2 separate regions of the Mus musculus genome follow, and region 2 is linked to region 1. A link is a contact called in public HiChIP or PLAC-seq data. All regions are on one chromosome and are shown on one strand. The core of a region is the stretch at or near the end of the contact, and the rest is flanking DNA. Distances in the headings are between cores, read along the strand shown. Region 1 holds the start of Wnt9a (wingless-type MMTV integration site family, member 9A). Region 2 has its middle 15 kb from the start of Nlrp3.

The links. HiChIP or PLAC-seq counts read pairs in DNA pulled down with a chosen protein or histone mark.
Region 2: a CTCF HiChIP or PLAC-seq map of pro-B cells shows a contact between it and region 1, with 4 times the contacts expected there. The contact joins the enhancer-like site here to the promoter of Wnt9a in region 1. A contact is called at or near these places in 12 of 39 promoter capture datasets (the C10 cell line, the HPC-7 cell line, HPC-7-derived erythroid cells and 9 more), 2 of 15 datasets of contacts at CTCF or cohesin (large pre-B cells and pro-B cells), 2 of 484 Hi-C or Micro-C datasets (bone marrow-derived macrophages and uterus), 6 of 115 datasets of contacts at active chromatin or transcription factors (embryonic midbrain, embryonic stem cells, extraembryonic endoderm stem cells and 1 more) and 3 of 9 other capture datasets (adipose tissue, embryonic stem cells and liver).

Annotation. Positions count from the first base shown.
Region 1 is chr11:59,303,302-59,308,235 of GRCm38.p6, forward strand. It overlaps Wnt9a (wingless-type MMTV integration site family, member 9A), which reads left to right and starts at 3,629. Exons shown (of 4, transcript NM_139298.2): 1 at 3,629-3,766. The coding sequence starts at 3,672.
Region 2 is chr11:59,524,572-59,529,989 of GRCm38.p6, forward strand. No RefSeq gene overlaps it. Among named protein-coding and RNA genes, the nearest start is that of Nlrp3, 15 kb to the right of the region's middle. Within about 2 kb of position 2,605, at least 53 of the 459 cell types and tissues checked have an H3K27ac peak or open chromatin away from gene starts, as enhancers often do. A contact at or near this core is called in adipose tissue, bone marrow-derived macrophages, macrophages and 2 more, where this site is marked.

The DNA of each region.
Region 1 (4,934 bases), core at 2,379-4,878:
TTCCTGATAAGTGGCCCCTTGCCCCACTCCTTCCAGACCACCCGAGACTGGTTCTCCCAGTGTCAAATGCCTAGTGAGTGTAAAGGACAGGACAGATGCCACCACCTTAACCTCTCCCTGCCCACTGTGGGTCCCGCTGTTCACTGTCTACTCAAATTATGCAGCCCCAGTCTTGGGAAATGGCAGCAGGGTGGTACTGGGTCCACAGACCCCTCTGTGAAATGGGGTGGACCTAAGACAGTATTGTCACCTGTCCCTCTCAAGCCTGTTGTATTCTCAGTGGACTGGCAGTGACATTTCAGGACCCTGAGAACCCATGTGAGTCCAGAACCTGGGCTCAGTGATCTCAAAAAGACGAGCTGCCCATTTCCTTTCCTCTCGTGGTCGTTCACTTTGGCAAAAGACCTAGAGGCAGGCTGAGAGAATATCAGTGTAAATTTTAGGCAACAAGCAGGGTCCTTTCTCAAGGGGACCTGATCTTCCCTTAATATGGGGGTTCTGGGCCTGCAAGTGGACTCAAGCCTAAAGATCCATCAAAGACTTGCGACTCAGCTTGGTTTTGATCTCTCAGCTTGGTTTTGATCTCTGGATTGTGAATACAGTGACATCTGGCTTCTTCCCTATAATTTGGATCGCCGCACAGGCCTAGGTAGTCACCAGGGGGGATGACAATGAGTCTTCTGGCCCCATAGCCCAAAATGGAACCAGAGGGCCACTTGGCCGTTAGCCAGAGAACATGGGAGGAGATTGGCCTGCCCTTCCCACACTCTGTAAAGCTGAGAGGGTGTGGATGGAGGAGGGGAGAGGGAGAGGAGGGTGAGGGTGTCCCTTCCTCGATTGCTGTGTGCCCTTGGGCACATGAGTTCTCCCAAACTCAGAGGGCTCAGTTTACTACCCAGTGCTTAATAGCTCTTCTTTTGGAATTTGCTTTCTATCTACTTAATGGCTCCTTTGGGCATTGCATATTGACCAGCCCCCCAAAAGCCCTCTGGTTTCATTTTGGGCTACAGGGCTTCCTGGACCTGCTAACTCTGGTCCTCTGTGCCCTCCTCCCCTGAGCTTTTCTCTCCTTTCTACCCATTTTCATCAGAGACACAAACACGTGTGGCAGAACCTCCATGGGGCAGAGGCCCTTTCCAACCCGATGCTAGGCTGACTGGTGACAGTTTGGGCAGATATAGTAGGACTGGCAGGCTGGTCCTCCTTTGGGACAGCGTAGCAGTGCCAAGCCCTGTATGAAGAAGCACCTCAAAGGTTTGTGTGGAAGAGAGAGGGGACACTTTGGCTTCCCTGTGCTTTGGAGCAAGATTGCTATATGGGTGAGCAACATGCAGGTGACAGGGTGCTGGGGCACTGTCTCCTGAAGTCCTGTTGAAGGTGGTACAGGTGGTATCTCCACCATCTATTGCCACCACCCCATCTATGGAAATAGAAGGCTGGGGAAGTCCTAAGACTTAGATATGGCATTACCTTGTGCAAGCATGAGCCCTGCCACCCACATGCCCTGGTCCCCTGGAGATGGGCCAGGGCTCTGAGTTTGACAGGACACTCAGAGATAGGCTACCCTTACTTCCGGAGCATTGCTGTGATCAGACCTACCCAAGACTAAAGAAAGCAGAACTGTCTCCAGCATCTAAAAGGTAGGTCATCCTCACTAGCAAGCACCCCATCTCCAAAGATGTACAAGGGCTGACTCCAGGCCTCTCTGTGCGTGGGCTGCCCAAGACTGCTGCCTCCTTCCTCTGCACTTGCTGGGTGGCCGAGGTGCCAGCTCCGCTCTCACCGAGTATGCATCGCCTGCAGTGCCTGGCGACACTCGTTTACAATCTCACACATCATTTTTCTTGGAAGCAATCTCGTGCCTTTAAATATGTCATCGCTCAGCGTCTCCCGTCTCCTGCTTCTTCCTAGGAGCGGGAGCCAGGCCTCCAGGTGGAAGTCTCCCTGATGCTGCTCCCCACCCCCCCAACACACACACCACCCCCATGCTGCCATGGCTGGAGCTGCCTTCTGGGTTCATTTTGATGCAGAAGCACCATTGGATGGCGATGTGGGGTGTAGGTGGGTTCCCAGCAATGGGGAGCGATACGAGTCCCCCTGACCGTGTAGTTAAATGGGCCTCTGATGGGGAAACCAAGGCTCGGAGAGGAAGTGATGGGCTCTCCCGACCCCTCACTCAGCCACACACCCACCACATATGGAAGCTTTTCAGTCAGGACAGGGTATATTCACTTGGGTGGTCCACACCCACAGGAGTAACCTGCTTGGCTCTGACCAGTGCGGAGGCTGATGTGATTTTTTTTTTTTCACTCATTTCCTCCTCTGCTTTCCTTTGGAGCCGTGACAGGTGGCTGAGCAGTTGCTGTGCACGGCTAGACAACTCAGCCTCCCAGAGGAGCTCAAAACCCTCAGACTTGGAGGTCTCCCATCCAGAATCAGCCCCTCTAAGTTGAGAAGGCGGTGGCTGGTAAGGAGGTTTGCCTTCCAGGGTGTGGAGCTTGCCCCTGTAAGCCCAGGTCAGGGAGGCACGCTAGTGTTGGAGGTCCCTGGGTTTTGTTAGCTTGGCTCTGGTGTGTGTGTGTGTGTGTGTGTCACTGTCTTGCACAGAAAGTGCGTCTCCAGCACGGAAGGTTGACACGCGGTGGGCATGTGTCAGGATCCAATCACTCGGTCCTATTCTCCAGCACTTTGAATGGTCCCTGAATAAGCCGCCCCTCCCCCAATGTCAGGGGACTCTTAAGCAGTCTATTGGGTGCCCTGGGCAATTGTGTTTCTCTGCGTGTTAGTTAAGGTTTGACTTATAGACAATTCAGTCCACGAAGATGAGTCACAGCTCTGGGCTTTCACACAGACCAGTCACCATCCTGGCCAGCGGTCCCCTTCATCTTCCACCCTGTTTGGGGTATGAGGTCCCTGAGTGTCAGTGATATCTGCAGCTAGTAGTCCAGAAGTCCCTGAGGACCATATTGTCCCATCCTCAGGTCCAAGTCGGCCACAGCACCGGCTCTGCAGAAATGCCTTTTTGGTCTCCCTTGGAGAGGTCGCCTTTCCATTCCTCCAGCTACAGCACCCCAACTTTCAGCAGTGGCTCCCTCTTGGCAACATTGGCCCGCGAGTGGATTCGCGTCCCCCCACGCTCCCGCTCTGTAATCCAGTGGCTAACGTCGCTCCCAAGCCACCCAGTCACTATCCCCTCAAGCACAGTCGTCCAAGTTTCTCGGCTCTTGGATGTCTTTCCCGGCGGCCAACACCCGGTCCCTAACTGTCAGGAGACACCCCGGAGCTCGCACTTGTGTCCTGGCTGCAGACACCTAGCCCCGGGGTCTAACCCTGCTCTGTCTCTCAGTCCCGCCCCATCGCTCCTTCTGGCTCCGTTACTCGACCGGGGTTCCCACCGCGCCACGTGCCCAGCCCTCCCCACAGCGCGCCCCAGGCCCGCCCCGCGAGCCGAGCAGCTCGGCGGCCGCGGCGGCGGCGGCGGGCGCGCAGCTCGGATTTCGGCCCGCCCCCGGCGCCGGCGTGACCCCTCCTCCGGGGCGCGGGCGGGCCGAGCCCAGCTGGCCGGCGCCCCGCCCCGCGGCCGCGGCTGCGGACGCTATAAGAGGGCGGCGGTCGCGGCGCGCCCTGCGCGGAGCCCGGAGCGCGATGGTCTGCCGCCGCGGCGCGGCAAGATGCTGGATGGGTCCCTTCTGGCGCGCTGGCTGGCCGCGGCCTTCGGGCTGACGCTGCTGCTCGCCGCGCTGCGCCCTTCGGCCGCCTACTTCGGGTAGGTGCCCGCGGCGGGCGGCCGCGCGAGGGCGGGCGAGGGCGGCGGGGCCGGACGGGGGCATCGAGCCCGGGGTAGCACTCGCCAGGTGCTCGGCGGGGTACACGGGTGGCTTGGAGTCGTTAGTTGGCAGCGAGCGCGCCTCTCGGTCCGCAGGTCGTTGCCCGCCGTGCGCCCTAGAGGTAGAGGGGCCGGTGTCCCCGACGGGCTTGCGCGGGGCCGCGGTCCACGGTGACTCCCGAGTCGCCGCCGCCGCCTTAGGCCGCGGTGTTCCTGCCAAAAGGCTGGAGCCTCCCTGGCCCCTGCCCACTACCCCCCTTCTCTCCTGGAAAAGTTAATTTAACAACAACAAAAAAACACGTACAAAATCCAGATGTTCCTTGCACTGAGCCCCAAAGGGGAGAAAAAAAACCCTCCAAGCTGGAGAAATTTATTTTTCTTGCGCTTTTTTCTGGCGCTCGCCCGAGCCTGGCCCCGACCTCGGCCCTCGGGAACACGTCTGGGAGACCTGACCCCGGGGGGTAAACGCCGCCGCTGTCCCGCGGGGTCGCCGCCCGCACTCGCCTGTCTATGCGTTAGCAGTTTTGCCGCGTTCTTGGGCGCGTCTCTTCACCTTTGGTTCCTTTCGTCCCTCCCTCTCTACTCGCTTTCCCAGGTTTGGGATGCCTGAACCCAGCGATCTTTAGAGGGACACCCACTGCACTTTGAGTTCTCCAAGGTCCTGGGTGGCACCACGCATGGCAGCGCCCCAGCTTTCTCTGCCCTCCCTGCTTATCACCCTTCTTTCCCCCTCTGGGAGACCTGGGTTAGCCCCTCGGGTCGCAACCCTGGTCCTGGGTGATCTGGACTGCGTCTTGGGCCGCCGCCCTTCGCCGGTCACCTGTTCCCTCGCCCCTGGCTTCAGTGGCCGCTCGCAGCGGTGTGGCCGGCAGAGGGCCCCGTTGGTCTAGGAATCTGGCACCCGCCAGGGCAGGGAGAGGCGGCTGGGCTGAGGAACCCTGCAGGTGTATCCTGTTCTCAAAGAAAATAAAATATTTTCATGGGAAATTTTCCCTTTGTGTTTTTCTTTCTCCTCCTTTCTCCTCCGTCTGTCCATTTCTTCTGGGTTGTCTTCCAGGGTCAGTTCCATGTCTCGGTTCCCAGGGTCTCCCCACCCTGGCTCCCCTGG
Region 2 (5,418 bases), core at 1,355-3,854, 220 kb after region 1:
CGGTGTAAGGTTTAGTGATACTGGAAGTTTTGTGAGCTGTCAGTTTAAACCACCAGAATATGGAACTCAGTCTTAACAATCTCTTAGGTCTTACTCCTTTCAAACTTTTTACTCAATGAATTACTTTCAGAAAAAAAAAAAAACGTGCAAGTACGGGAACATTTGTCCACTAATAAAGTTATCCTTTACTTCCTCTGTATTGTGAGTTGAATAGCAGGGTGGAGCAGAGCCTGTAACACCAAGGGTGTTAATACAAAGAGTTTGCACCTTTTCTGTACAGCCCAACAAAGCTAAGGGTGATCCGTCCCAAGGTCGGCCTCTGCAGCTTTCTGTGATTCATCCCCTTGCCTGTCCAGGGACCTGTGACTATGGAGGGTGCGGGTTGCACCCTGATTTAGTCCATCTCAAAGCCAGTACGTCTCTGGAAGCAGACTTGAGGGATAAGTACTGGTACGGCTATGATGCAGCTTTGGAACCAGAATGGCGGCCTTGGTAGCGGGGAATGTGCCCTTCTGCAAACTATCCTGGAGCAGGCTGGTTCCGGAGGAAGAGTGAGACATAAGCACATCTAACCCTTAGGGTTCAGAGGAGCAGAACTTGGTTGGCTTCCTTGGATACCGCAGAGGACATCTGGCTTTAAGAGAACTGCTATCTTGCATTTGAGAGCTCAAGATCATTCCAGCCCTAGACGACTAAAAGATGCAAATTTCGGGGTCCCGTTAGGAGTATTCCCCAGGGAGTCAGAAAAATCACAGAGGCATAGCAGAATCCAGCCGTAGGCAGTTCTTGGCAGTTCTATTCGTGACCAGCAGAGAGCAGCAAAGACAGCTCCTAGGCTACTTCCACTGTTTTTTAAAAAAAAAAAAGTCGAATGTTGTGCTGAGCAGGAACCATATCCATGCTGTTCCAAAAGAGGGCGCTGTAGAGACAGGCTTCCTGCACCACCGGTGCGGGCCTCGCAGGCAATAAGTGCTCCTCTGAGCTGTGGGAGCCACATTTATGAATTTTCAAGCTTGAGATTGGAGAATTGTTAGAAAGCTTGACTTTGTAACCAGTTGGCTAGAAGCGGCAGCCAAGGACCTTAGAGTGATACCTAAACCCAGGACGTTATGTGAGGCTGAATCTTAGCCTGTGGCTGATCTAGAACGCTCTCTGTAACTCTGAACTCTCCCTACAGCCTCCACTCTCCACATGCTGGGATAAACCGCCTTACACCACCACATTTGGCAGCCTGTGGGATTTGATGCCAATTCCAGGTGGATAATAGGTTAGCATTTGAGTTCCAACCAAATTTTGACCCTCTCCGTTCTCCCTGAAGCTACCTGCCCATTTCATTCACACTCTGAGGATATCTCCGTTATATAAAAGTGCTTAGTTGCTTTTCCCTAAACAGAGAAGCAGCCAGACCCGAACAACACAGGAAGGGCAGGAAGTGATGGCGAACGCCTTTAATCCCAGCACTGAGGAGGCAGAGGCAGGCAGATCTCTGAGTTTAAGGCCAGCCTGGTCGACAAAGAGAGTTCTAGGACAGCAAGGGTACACAGAGAAACCCTGTTTCTAAAAACCAAGGCAGGTCAGGGGACAGACAACCCACTATGTGGAGCAGGAGGATATCTGACCCTCTCTTCACCTTTGGGAAGAAACTTCACATAACTTGATCACAAAGGTAACATCTCTAGGATCGAGGCTAATTCAGTGAGCTCAGAATATGGAAACTCTGAGTCTTCCAAGTGCTGGGATTAAAGTGGGATTAAAGAGCCACCACCGCCCACCTTAATAGAAGTAAATTTATGTGGTAAATTAAGAACCTAAGTGCCAAGCAAGCCCTCACCCACACAATTACCAGCTCTCTCTAGCATTTCATCCTTTGCTTTTTCCTGGAAACCTCAGTCAGATCACACGGTCTTGTTGCCTGCGCTTACCTTTTATTGTCTGGTGCTCCCTGGGCTGTGGCTTCACACTCTCCTCCGCTTCTCAGTTTTCTGTTCTCTCCATCTGGGGATGGCGATGGAGGGCAGACAGTCCTAACATCCATGATAACCAGCGGGAGCAAACAGACAGCAGGAGCTTTCTGTGGACCCAAGTGGTGAGATCCGTCCTCTCTCCAGCGCAGCCATGTGGAAAGCACGGGGATTGCAGATGGGGCAAGCTGGGCCAGGTTATGCTTAGGAGAGGGAAGAGAAGAGGGAGGGAGGGAGGGAGGGAGGGAGGGAGGGAGGGAGGGAGGGAGGGAGGGAGGGAGGGAGGGAGAGGAGGAGGGAACACAGCAGCTTAGCTGGAGCAGTAGCAGAAGTGCAGAGCAGTCAGGAAAAGCATTGCAACAGCAGGTTGAGACCAGTTCCTTTTTTTTTTCTTCCTCCTGGTTTAAGAATCTCAGTTCATTAAAAGGGAAGTGGTAACATACTGTGACATGTAGTGTTTTAAATGCTACATCCACTAAACCCTTTTTAAAACTTGAAACTCAGTGCAAAGATTTTTTTATTGGTATATAAATTGTAAGTAACAATGGGTTTATCTGTGACATTTCCATATGTGCACATAGCATATATTGGTCATGCTGCCTGCTCTCTCCCACAGACTCCTTTCCTCTCAGCTACTATGGGTGTGTGCCCCCGTGAGTCTCCTTAGGGCTCTTCAGCAGTACTTGTACCTTACTTGTGGCTACAGCACTAAAGAAAATGTCTCACTCTTCCATCAGGCACTATGGGTATAAATCCTCAGGCTATACAACACATTTGTTTCTTGTGTACCCAGAAAAGGCACAGGGCAATTGTTCTCACCATGTGGGTCTCGAGCCCTTTGGTAAGCCTCTGTCTCCAAAAATATTTACATTACATTTCATCAAAAAAAAAAAAACAGTAGCAAAATTACAGTTATGACGTAGCAGCGAAAGTAATTTTTTGGTTGGTGGGGGGGGGGGTCACCACAACATGAGGAACAGTGTTAAAGGGTCATAGCATCAGGAAGGGTGGGAACCACTGATGTAGGGGAAGCATTTGACTGAGGCACAACTTAACTGATCTCATTATGTTTTTGGTTTTTCAGTCTTTTGAGCTGTGGCTCCCAGGTCATTCCTCTCATCTTCATTTCCACCCTCCTCACTCTGGGACATTTCGACATTACACCGTGAGGAGTCAGAGTGACAGCTGTTATTAAAGGTGAAGAATCCTGAGCCCAGTTGAAAGATCAAGGGAGACTTTACTCAGGACCACTGACAGCTGGGAGGGAGCTAGTGAGTGCGACAGTAATCCAACAGGACAAGCAGACGTTTACATATACAAGATGGGGGTCAGTGAGTGGAGAGTTAACTGTGCGAGCACATGTGTGTGTACGTGCATGTGTACCTGTGCAAGGGTGTGTGTGTACATGTGTGTGTGTGTATGGGTGTGCATGTGCACCTGTGCAAGGGTGTGTGTGTACGTGTGTGTGTGTGTGTGTGTGTGTGTGTGTGTGTGTGTGTGTGTGTATGGGTGTGCATGTGCACCTGTGCTTGAGAGAGAGTGTGTGTGTGTGTATGGGTGTGCATGTGCACCTGTGCGAGGGCAGGCATGTGTGCACATGTGCATTGGACACTCTGAGAGTGTAGCTCAGTGTGGGAGGGGGTAGCAGGCAGGAAGGCCTTGATTCTGTCATGGGTACCCACCACTAAGAGGAGACAGCAGGGGTCACAAAGACACTTTGTTTGACCAAGTTTTAGTCAGGCTTTTCCCCTTATTTTTATTCTAATTCTAGGATCAAATCCAGGGCCTCATGCAAGCTGGGCAAGTGGTCTCCCTCTCCCTCTCCCTCTCCACCTCACCTCCCCCTCCCCCCTCCCCTTCCTCTTCTTTCCCCCTCCCTTTCCCCCTCCCCCTTCTCCTCCTCCTTCTTTTTTCCAGTTTTTTTTGAGACAGGATTTCTCTGTATAACCCTGGCTGTCCTGGAACTCACTCTGTAGACCAGGCTGGCCTCAAATTCAGAAATCTGCCTGCCTATGCCTCCCAAGTGCGGGATTAAAGGCGTGTGCCACCACTGCCTGGCAAGCCGTCTACTTCTGAATCATAGCCATGGTCCCAGTCAGACTTCTTTCTTCTAATCCTATCTGAGTGCTTCCTTATAAACTCTACTTTTAGGTAAGAATCTTGCCAAGTCAGTTTAGTAAGAACCCCCTCCTTGATACTAGATCTTGCTTCATCCCTGAGTCAGGATGTCTATCCTCCAGCCCCAGTGGCTCTGACCACCTTACCTCCCTGTGACAGGAGTCTTGTGTGTCTACTCTCAGTCCTCTTGCCCTTTAAAAATTTTCATTTATCTATGTGTGTATTTTGACTGCATGTATCTATGTACCATGGGTGTGAGGTACCTGTGGAGACTAGAAGATGATGTTGGATCGCCTGGAACTGGAGTTACAGAGAGCTGTAAACCATCCTGTACATGCTGGGGATCAGATCCAGGCTCTCTGGAAGACCCACCAGCTCTCTTGGCCACCAACTCATCTCTCCAGCCTCCTGTGCTGCCATATTAGTAACGTCATCTACTGCCCCCCACCCTTGCTCCAGCCCCATCCCCATCATTGTTGGTTGTATCAGCCTGACACAAACCTAGACACGTCTGGGAAGCAGAAATCTTAATTCAGAGGTTGGGCCTGTAGGTAAGTCTGTGATGATTCATTGTCTGTCTTGATTAAGGATTGGTGTGAGAGGGTCCAGCTTACTGTGGGCTGTGTCACCTGTGGGCTGGTGGTCCTGGGTTATTTGAGAAATCAGGCTGATCAGGCCATGGGAGCAAGCTAGTAAGCAGCATTTCACTACGGCTTCAGCCAACAGTTCTTGCCTCCAGATTCCTGCTTTGAGCTCCTGCCCTTACTTCCCTCAGTGGCCTGGGAGAGCCGTAAGATGAGAGAACCCTTTCTTCACCTACTTGGTTTTGGTCAATGGTGTTTCAGCACAGCAATAAAAACCCTAAGACAGCCAGAGATTGTAACTTTAAATTTTTCAAAACCTATTTTTAATGATAGCTCTTAAACACTTTAACGTCTCTTGTAGTCCACCACCTACCAGAGGTAGTAGAAAAGAAAGGATGGGGGGAAGTGGACCTGTTTAGAAAGGTTCTTTGGAGCAACTCCCATCTGTGTTGTCTGGAAATCGGCAGTTCAGTTCACAGGTTAGCAGGCAGTGGCAACTTGGTCTACTCACAAACACCTCACAGATACACCAGCAGCCCAGTTCAGTAGGGTTGGGTTCACAACAGAGGTGACACGACCTAGCAGAGACAGCCAGGCCTCAGCCTCAGCTTGAGTCAGCAGGAGGAACCTGGAGGAACACCAGAAGTTCTCGGGTGAAGATCAGCAAAGATGCCAGACCCACAAGCATTGCACAGCTAGCTGGACCAGCAAGCCAAGCTCTGTCTCCATCGCTCTGTGGAGTCCTATTTATACCC